Regions from separate parts of the Gossypium arboreum genome. Here region 2 is linked to region 1. The links are chromatin contacts, called in public Hi-C maps. All regions are on one chromosome and are shown on one strand. Each heading gives the region's core, a stretch centred on a gene start, on an enhancer-like site or on the middle of the called end of the contact. The rest is flanking DNA. Distances are from core to core; before and after follow the strand shown.

Region 1 (4,738 bases), core at 967-3,466:
TTATCTAATTGCTCTAGTGCATATTTGTTGGGTTATTTCTCTTTAATATTTAACACATGCTTATTATCATCATCTGTTGGTCCTTAACCGAGTTCATTATTATTTAAATTTGAATATGCATCATTAATATTATCAAGATTTCTTTTTTCCATGTACTTTTCAAAGTACGGATCATATCAATTTCACCTATGGTTGAAGTTATAAAATATACAACATGCTAGTACGATCTAAAATTATTTTTTATGCTATACTAAGATGATGTTAATGCAAAAAAAATAGATTTTTTTAGAATAACAATTGTCTTCTCAATCATATTTCAAAGCCTTGATTGACTCAAATTAAAGAGTCTGCAAGTTGTCTATTGTGTTTATATCTGACATCATTCTCTCAAATGGTATCATATCTGAAATATAGTGTAAGAAAACCTGTTGCATTTATATAATTAGCGTAAACCTTATACTATTTGGATTTGCAGTCCAAATTATTTGTAGATTTAATTATAAAACTTAAATAAACTTAATTTGAAAAAAATGCTATGTTATATTATTTTTATAATACATAAAAGTCAAAAATAATGTAAAATTTATAATATTTGTACAATAATTTTTCTAATACTTTTTTTAAATAATATAATTTTAGAAGTTATTTTCTTTAAATAAGTTACTATAACAATTTTAATTATATAAGTTGATTTTATATATTATAAGATATAAATTACTTTTATAATAAACATTTTGGTATAAGATTTAGAATTCAAATAATATTACAACTTATATCAAAATTTCAGACCATGACAAAAAGTAAAAGGAAAGAAAGGGGACAAGAGTCAAAATAGAATAGGGCGTTTTCATCCAGGTTTAATATGGATTATGTACTGTCCAAATACGGGTAAAAAATACACATCAAATTAAGCACACACTGACACGCATCAAATAACGCCGTGAACAAGGATAAAATATTAAGCAAATCCCACTACTTAACTTTTAAGGAGAGTGAATATTTCATTACCCGACCCCACCAATTTAGCTATTTCACCCAACCCCACGTCTGAGCACGTAAGCACCACCCTTTCTGCCACTCTGCTCCGATCACCCACCGCCGCATTCTTCAAACTTCCCCACCGACACCACCCTTCTTCCCCAACTTCCAACGCTACCAATTCCCCAGGCTCCCATGGATTATATATATAGAAAAAACCACCCATACAACTTACTCTTACCGAATTCAAGCTTGTTCCCTCTCCTTTCAGCTTCTCCACCAACTCCGTCGGCATCACCCCGATTTCTTTTCCAAACTCCAATGACTCCCCGTTTAGTTCCCACACTTTTACATAGTTTACATCCTCGGCATCTCCAAGCAGACCCAGCATAATCAAGTTGCCCCCAACACAAGTTATCACCGAAAAGTAAATGCTCCGATCCGGACGGAGATCGAAGGGTCCGTACCAGGTCTTCGAATCGGGATTAAAACTGTGGGTGACTCCGGTTGACTGCTCCATCATGAAAACCACTCTAGTATTAGCAGCAATGGAAAGCCACGTTGAGGAAGCTGAGTCTTTAAGCGTGGCAGGCATGGACTCGGTCCTTTCCCACGTACGAGTGCTGATGTCGTAGATTTCGACCGCCAAAGGGTCGTCCTCGAAGTTGCAAGCTCCGCCGGCGACGACGATACGGGGACCAACCATAGCGACGATGGGATCGAGTCGCCAGACTGCGGGTGGGTTCACGTGGTGCCACGTCAGATAGAAAGGGTCAATGGAGAAGGAGAAGTTGGAAGGGTGAAGGACGTGGAGGAGGGTGGAATTGGAAGAACGTAGGGGTGAAACGTGTTGAGGGGGCTGCTTTTGGTTGATTCGGAGCCAGATGTCGGAGCGGGGATCGTAAGCGAAGAAAGCGGTGGCGTGTGGGCGGCGGATGCTCTGAGTGTGGACCAGGAGCCATGGTTTGGGCTTGTTGAAGCGACTAAGGGAGGAGGAAACGGCGGCGTTCCAGGTCTTGGAGACGAAGCAGGCTGGGAGAAGATTGATGAGAGGCACGTAAGACAAAATTGTTTCTAAGACATCTCCATGGATGGCGACTTCCTCTTCCTTCTTCTGCTCTTCAGCCATCTTCAAATTATTGCAGTTTTGGGCTGTAACATAATTAATGCGGGTAGAAACAATAGAGTGGTACACCCTTTCCATTTCTAAACATGATAATAACATTTTGCATAAATTAAATGAAAATATAATAATTTAAAAAGTTAAAATGGTTTATCGTTGCATGTCAATGTCAATTAATAAGGTAACCACATGATCAAAATTTTTAAAAAATAAATTTATTGAAATCATCATCCAGTTTATCTTATAATTTCATTAAAAAATTATAATAAATGTTACGAGTTAATAAAATATTAATTATGTAAGAAATATTACAAAAATATCTTTTAAATAAATAATAGTGTAAAATATTGATTGATGGTGATATTAACTTAATTATGAAATTATTAAAATACCTTTACTTTGAAGGGTAATTAATATTATTATAAGGGTGTTTTCATCTTTTCATACTTTAATATAACCTTCAAATAAAACAATTGAAAATTCAATTGAGAATTGAACACAAGACTAACAAATTCATATAAAAATTCTTTGTCACTCCATTAATAATCATTTGTCATTATATTTATATTAATATAAAATATTTTCGTTGGGTGTGATAAAATTTGGTATTGGTATTGGTATTGGTAATATTAGTAATATAAAATTTAGTAATATGTCACAAGTCAACTCAAATCTAACTCATAATTGATGATCACACTATGAAAAATAATTGTAGTGCATTTAGTATTGTTAATATAATATGTTTATGTGTTTAAATTTTGTTTTAATCTCAATTTAATCTAATTTTATTTTAAAATCATACATATTTCATATGTTATTATAATTAATTAGATTCAAACCATACGTTTCATTATTTATTGTATGTTACTTTTGAACACACATCTATATTCTAAATTTTTGGGTTCCAATACACATGCAGCATAAAATTTTCAGTCTTAATAAAATCGGAGGTGGTTAATTTTTATAATAGAAAAACTTTTCTTAATATAAATGCTTACCAATTAATAACAAAACTATAAATGATTGTATTTAGAAAAATAAAAGCAAACAAAAACAAAAATGATGAGTATTTGATATATATATATATTTTAAATTATTATATATATATTTAATATTTTATTATACTTATATAAAACACTTATCAATTATTTACTCTACTTAAAAAGTTTAAAAACATGTACTAAATAAAAAAGAAGAATAAGAAGCATGATTTGTGGTGACGGGGCGCTGCCCTTGAGTATATGGACCGCAAAATCCTAAAGCTAGCATTACCCATTGCTGTTTTGCTCTCAATTTTTTATCTTATTGAAAATGATAGAATGAAAAGAGTCATTTTCATGTTAACATTCAATGCCAAGTTTTCTCTAACAAAACTCAATCCATCCCGCCACTAAATGATTCCTGGTGATGGTTGTTAGCGAGTACACTAAAGTAATGATAGTTGAAACTTGAAATTGCAATATTGATATGTGTCCTCATCCAAATTTTGTATTTGCTTCGTTTCTACACTATATAAACTCACAACTAATAGCTCCAATAAGCCTCAATACAATATGATTTAGCAAAGTAGCTAATATACATAATTTATATTATCAAGTAAGCAAATCAAAATTTGTTTGCAATTCATTACGTTGTCAATACATTGTTTCATAAAAAAGGAACTCAGCATATTATTTAAGTCAACTATTTTATAATCAATACAACCAAAGAATTGGTTAATTTGAAGCAACAACATGAAATAAAATTCGGATTGTGTCGGGTAACCTCAAGGTCAAGTAGGAGTTGAAGGACGGGAGTAGAACTTCGGTTCAAGGTTGAGGTGGGCAAAAATGCGCCCTGCCCCGCCTCATTATCATCACTAGTCTCAATTCCCTTTTTCGTTTCTAAATTTTGACACATTAACTTTTTTTAGGGTAAACTACACTAGTAGTCACTCAACTATGAACAATTACAAAATGGTCACCCAACTATTAGTTTTCGTCGCTTTTGGTCACCAATTGACTAATGGTGGTAGCTTTTAAAATTTGCATGATAGAAACTTTAACCCTCAACATTTATACATTGTGTCAATTTACTCCTAATTCTAAAAAAAAATTGCAACACACATATGCATAAATCATATCTCATGTGCTTACATTAAACCTTGAAAATTGTAAGTTGTTGCAACGACAATTCCTACACCCATTAAATTAAATCTCTGTGGGGCAATTTTAATTAACTATTATGTGAGTTCTAACCCTTAGACACCGCAAATATTAATAATCGTTTCACATTTGACCATTATTCTAACTTAAGTAGAACTTCGTGGGAAATTACTTAACTAGAATAATCTTGAGTGTATAACCATCAACTCAACACCCATCATAAATACATTCTCTTTTATGAGTCATCGTGGAATAATCTAAATGAGTAACATTTATGACTAGTTGTCTTGTTAGAGTAAATCTCTTTAGAGAACCAGCATGATAATACTTACCGTAGGGTGTGTCTAGGGTAAAACCTGCTTGAAGTATTATCATTCTCTCACACTAAGACCATTAATGGAGGTTGTATGTCTTATTTAAGGGTCTTTCCCCATGCAATATTTTGAAAACAATGCAAGGTTTTAATTTTGATTTCTATCATGAATGATTAAAC
Region 2 (4,738 bases), core at 1,320-3,819, 250 kb after region 1:
ACAAATTCCATTGATGAATTTTGACATAATCCATGACTGTTAGGTCTTCCCATACCAACAAAACAATAGTACATCCTGATATTCTGATCATCGTCAGGCTTTTACCACACGCACCACTTAATTGATTTGCCAAAACCTCCATCTTTTAATACCAAAACAAAGGGTTATTATGTGGTTTTCCTATGAATTTTTCCAAAAGTATTTAATTAGTACTCCAAGTTTTTTTATTTACTTGGTATTTAAATTTGTATTCCATCACTCAGGTTGGTATCTCCGCACTAACAAATGCTAACGTTACACCGATGGCCAATCCTACTAGTAACATGTGGCGGCCTCTTAGTATGACATGTGATAGATATAAATTAAAAAATTGTAAATCTTTTAGAAAATATAAATTACTTTTAAAAAAAATATAATTTTTTGGACAAGTACAAGTATCAACTAGGTATTTTTTAAACAAATTCATGGAGCAAACTACATATTAATCCTTAAAAAAGTAATACTATTGACAAATTGGAACAATGTGTGTAACGGAATATAAATTAGGATGCCAACTAAAAAAATAAATAAATACCACTTAAATATTTTTAGGCAAGTTTAAAAACCGAAAATAAAATAGGATTATGATTGTATGGTGAAGAAAGCTGTAACTAATCTGAAAACATCAAGAATTGCATCATGAATTAGGAAGGATGTCGACTAAGGTTTACATAAAAGTTTATATATGATGTTAGTTTTGGCAGACATTGCACTATGCGGTATTGCGTATGTTTAAGTGATAGGGTTAACTGTTTTATTAATTTAAAAATGGAAGATGAAATGGGTGTGGGTGCACGTATGGATCCATCAATTAAAGTTGGTTTATCCCAAAATGGTTAAAAATTGAAAGCATATGAAAATTATATTAAAGTTATAGGAAGCATTGAGAGTCTTGATGATTTGAAGATGCTGTATTGACATTTCCATATATGAAGTATGGATGGTGGGGACATCACAGGGAGCACATGGGTGAGACAGTCAACAAGAGAGTGAAAGCAAGGTGAAATGGAAAATGGGGAAATAAATGTGAGCATTAAGGATGATGGTAGTGCATGCAAAGCAAATAACAAGAACAAAGACAGCAGTGGAAAGTAGGGAAGTGAGGGCATTGCTCATAATCTCAATCAAACTTACCTTGTTTGAGGAAAGACAAAACCTGAGATGCCCATTTTCCTTCTCCATACACTCTTCTAGAAACTTCCCCTCCTCTTTTAAATGGTAAAAAAAAAAAAAAAAAGCCTCTTGCCCTGAACTAGAGAGTAAATGTTACAGAAAACAACACATGAAAACCATTAGTCACTATGTCCCTTTTTCATCCTTTTAATGGAATTGGCTAACATCAAATGCCACACACCAAGGTTGAAGCTTGCGATTGTTTTTAGCAATTTAATTAAAACTCTGTGTGAATCACAACGTTGACAAGCTTGGGAGGACTACTTTTGTCAGAACATGAAATGGTATTTCTTTCTTTTCTTTTTCTATTATTTTCTAGGAGAGATGATAACTGGGGGAAATGCTAGTCTCTTATTTTTCTTTTTATAAATATTCAAATATTTAACTTACAGTTGCATCATTGTAATTGTAAAGCACATGAGTGATTATATACTGAATTTTGGAGTAGAATTTTTTAAAAAAAAAAGTAGATATGAAATAGATATGAAGTGATTATGATAATTGCTTATATTGTCTCAACTCACTCATTATTTTATTATTATATTTATCATTTTTGAAATATTATGTTTAAATATTTATTTGACACTAAAAATGATAATATTAAAGATAAATAGTAAAAATTAAATTGACACGTAATCTGAGTGGGGTAAGACGAATATGGATAAAGTGATAGTGATTTTAAAATTATACATCTAATGTGGAGCGAAGTGGATAGTGGAGCAGAGCATATTAACTATAAAGTGATGGTGGATTTATACTAATATTTGTCATCTCTCGTTCCATTGTCATCCTAAAATTTATCTATGAATTTTATAATTTATTATTATTTTATACACTCAAAATTTGTTTTTCACAAATGAGTTGTTATGCTGTCCCATGTCCTTTGATTATATTAAAATTAAAATTTAAGTACATATGACAGATTATAATTTTGAGGATATTTTTGTTTTTCTATATTTTTATATTTAAAAAAGAAAAATATAAACTCATATAATAAAATTTCAACTCGTCACTTATTTTTATTTTATTATTACAATTAAATTTTAATTTTACATCAATTTTTATAAATATATTTATTATATAAAATTTTTCCATCATAAGTTAGTACAATTTATTATCGTGAATTTAAGCATTAACCACATATTTTAATCTGCCGCAACAACAAAGATCTGCCATATTTGAATATCATTTATTGTTCCACGAATGTATGTACTTTGTTTAAATTTGTTTAGCAACAATAATGAAAGCACAATGCTTAAGGAATTAAGTGGTATAAGATATAACTAAAGAAAGGTAATATCCTTGTAATTAGAGTCTCTGTACAATTTATAAATCCCACCTCCCATGTATATCAAAAGCCCACCACATCATCCTCATTGTCTCTCTCTCTCTCCCCCTCACTTCCTCACACACAAACTCTCAGAAACAGACAAACTAACATCAACAAAGAAGAAAATGTCGACACTGAATCATCTCTTTGATCTCCCTGAGCAGATTTGTTATGTACAATGTGGTTTCTGCACTACCATTTTACTGGTAAAAGAAAAAAAGAATGTTTTTCCCACACTATATATGCATGCGTTAAAGTCTTTTCTCTCTCCAGCTTCTGATAATTTGGCTTTTGAAATATTGCAGGTAAGTGTCCCATGTAACAGCTTGTCCATGGTGGTGACAGTGAGATGTGGGCACTGCACAAGCCTTCTCTCAGTTAATATGATGAAAGCTTCGTTTGTCCCACTGCACCTTCTAGCTTCCTTTGCTCATGATGATGAGGTATAAGTATATGTTAATCAACAGCTTGTATGTCGATAATATATGGTCACTACTAGGTTATATTAGCATGTCACCAATTTGATTAATCGATGTCTATCTTTCTTAACTATAGATGATTATCAGTTTCATTAACATCATATTATATACCATATGTGAGCTTCTGTCAATCAGCCAAAAGAAGAAGCAGTTTCAGAAGAAGTGGGTGGCCATAGGAAGACCTCAGACAGGCGCAGCCCATCGTTGATGAGCTCTTCCGATAATGGAGAAGAAGATATAGTCCGTGTGAATCCCACAGTCAACAAGCGTGCGTCCTTTCTTTCCATTTTAAAACTTGGATGTAACACAAGGGAGAACTGTTTCATCGTTCCAATTCTAATACTAGTTTAGTCCAATTTTACAGCGCCAGAGAAGAGGCAAAGAGCTCCATCAGCTTATAATCGCTTCATCAAGTAATAAGACCCCCCCATCTACGTTTATAGAAAAACCAAAAAAAAAAAGTTTTTCTTTGACTTAGTACATTTATCATATATAGATTCATTCATTCTTGGTGGCAGAGAAGAGATCAGGAGACTGAAAACTCAAAATCCCAACATTCCGCACAAAGAAGCCTTCAGCACTGCTGCAAAAAATGTATGTTTCAGACACCCAAAAGAATCAACAAGACAAACCCATGCTTTCCAGCATATGTTTTGTAATATATATATATATATGTCTTAATATTTCAGTGGGCCCACTTTCCTCCCATTCACAAGCACAACAAAGGAGAAGGAGTGAGTTGTGAGCGGGACGAGGGAGAGGCGTCATGGAACGTAGAGGCTACTGAGGTTAGCTTTTCTCTCATCCTAAAAATTTTATAATTTTAATCCTTTTACAAGTACATCTAGCTAGCTTTAACTATTTAGAGCTGTAAAAAAAAGTACTGTACTTGCGAGTCATGTAGCAATTCCTCATGTTATTGAACTTTATGTGATCGTTTATGGAGTTTGCATCAATCATTGACATAATTAGTTAGCTGTACTCTTTAAGCCATCACATGGTACTATAGGGATAATACATCATTAATTAATGACAGAAAATTTGTGACATTGCATGCATGCTTATTCTTCTTCATGCCTTATGATTCTTATACATACTAAGAAAGAAGTTTATGGTAAATAAGCTTACAGGCAACAGTAATTCAATAATTATAAAGGGTCATTACTCAAACTGAGGATAGCTATAGGGTAGTCCTTTTCTTGCAGTTCAATTATTACATGTAGAAAAGAAATTAATAAGTTAGCTATTTAAGGACACTTGAACATACTGTTAAGACTTCTTTAGCTTCATAATGTTTGGGGTAATATATGCGACAGAAAAGGGTTGCATGACTTTCTGTTGTGACAAATTTCAGGTTCACATACAAGGCAATGATTTCCGTGAAAGAAAAGCCGCAAGGAATTCCATATGGACCAAGTCACCATTTGAGTGAAGTGATGAACAATTAATTCTATCCCTAATTAATTTTATTAGTATAAAATTTCTTCCACAAACTATTAACTCCTTTAGGGCTACTGATACATGAATATATGTACTATATAAAGGTAGGTTTCAAAATCATATGCCCTTTTCTGGGAGATGCTCTTGGGAATGAAGTCTTCACTGCAAGTCTGTACTAGATATGACTGTCTTCCAAAAAAAAAAACACTTTAGTTTTCTTAAGAGAAATTCCAAGTTTACTATTACTGCTACTTCTGGTACTTTAGCTAGTGCTAAA

What was found. A called contact is a pair of places that touch in the nucleus more often than the background predicts.
Region 2: a Hi-C map of leaf shows a contact between it and region 1, with 1.8 times the contacts expected there. The contact joins the promoter of LOC108465610 here to the promoter of LOC108464548 in region 1. A contact is called at or near these places in 2 of 5 Hi-C or Micro-C datasets (both in leaf).

Annotation. Positions count from the first base shown.
Region 1 is chr2:96,215,821-96,220,558 of ASM2569848v2, forward strand. It overlaps LOC108464548 (F-box/kelch-repeat protein At1g23390-like), which reads right to left and starts at 2,217. Exons shown (of 1, transcript XM_017764906.2): 1 at 845-2,217. The coding sequence starts at 2,203. The coding sequence ends at 977.
Region 2 is chr2:96,461,589-96,466,326 of ASM2569848v2, forward strand. It overlaps LOC108465610 (axial regulator YABBY 4), which reads left to right and starts at 2,570. Exons shown (of 6, transcript XM_053025058.1): 1 at 2,570-2,748; 2 at 2,848-2,985; 3 at 3,157-3,289; 4 at 3,386-3,434; 5 at 3,537-3,809; 6 at 4,376-4,706. The coding sequence starts at 2,668. The coding sequence ends at 3,702. It overlaps LOC108465611, which reads right to left. Exons shown (of 5, transcript XM_053025057.1): 5 at 3,084-3,604.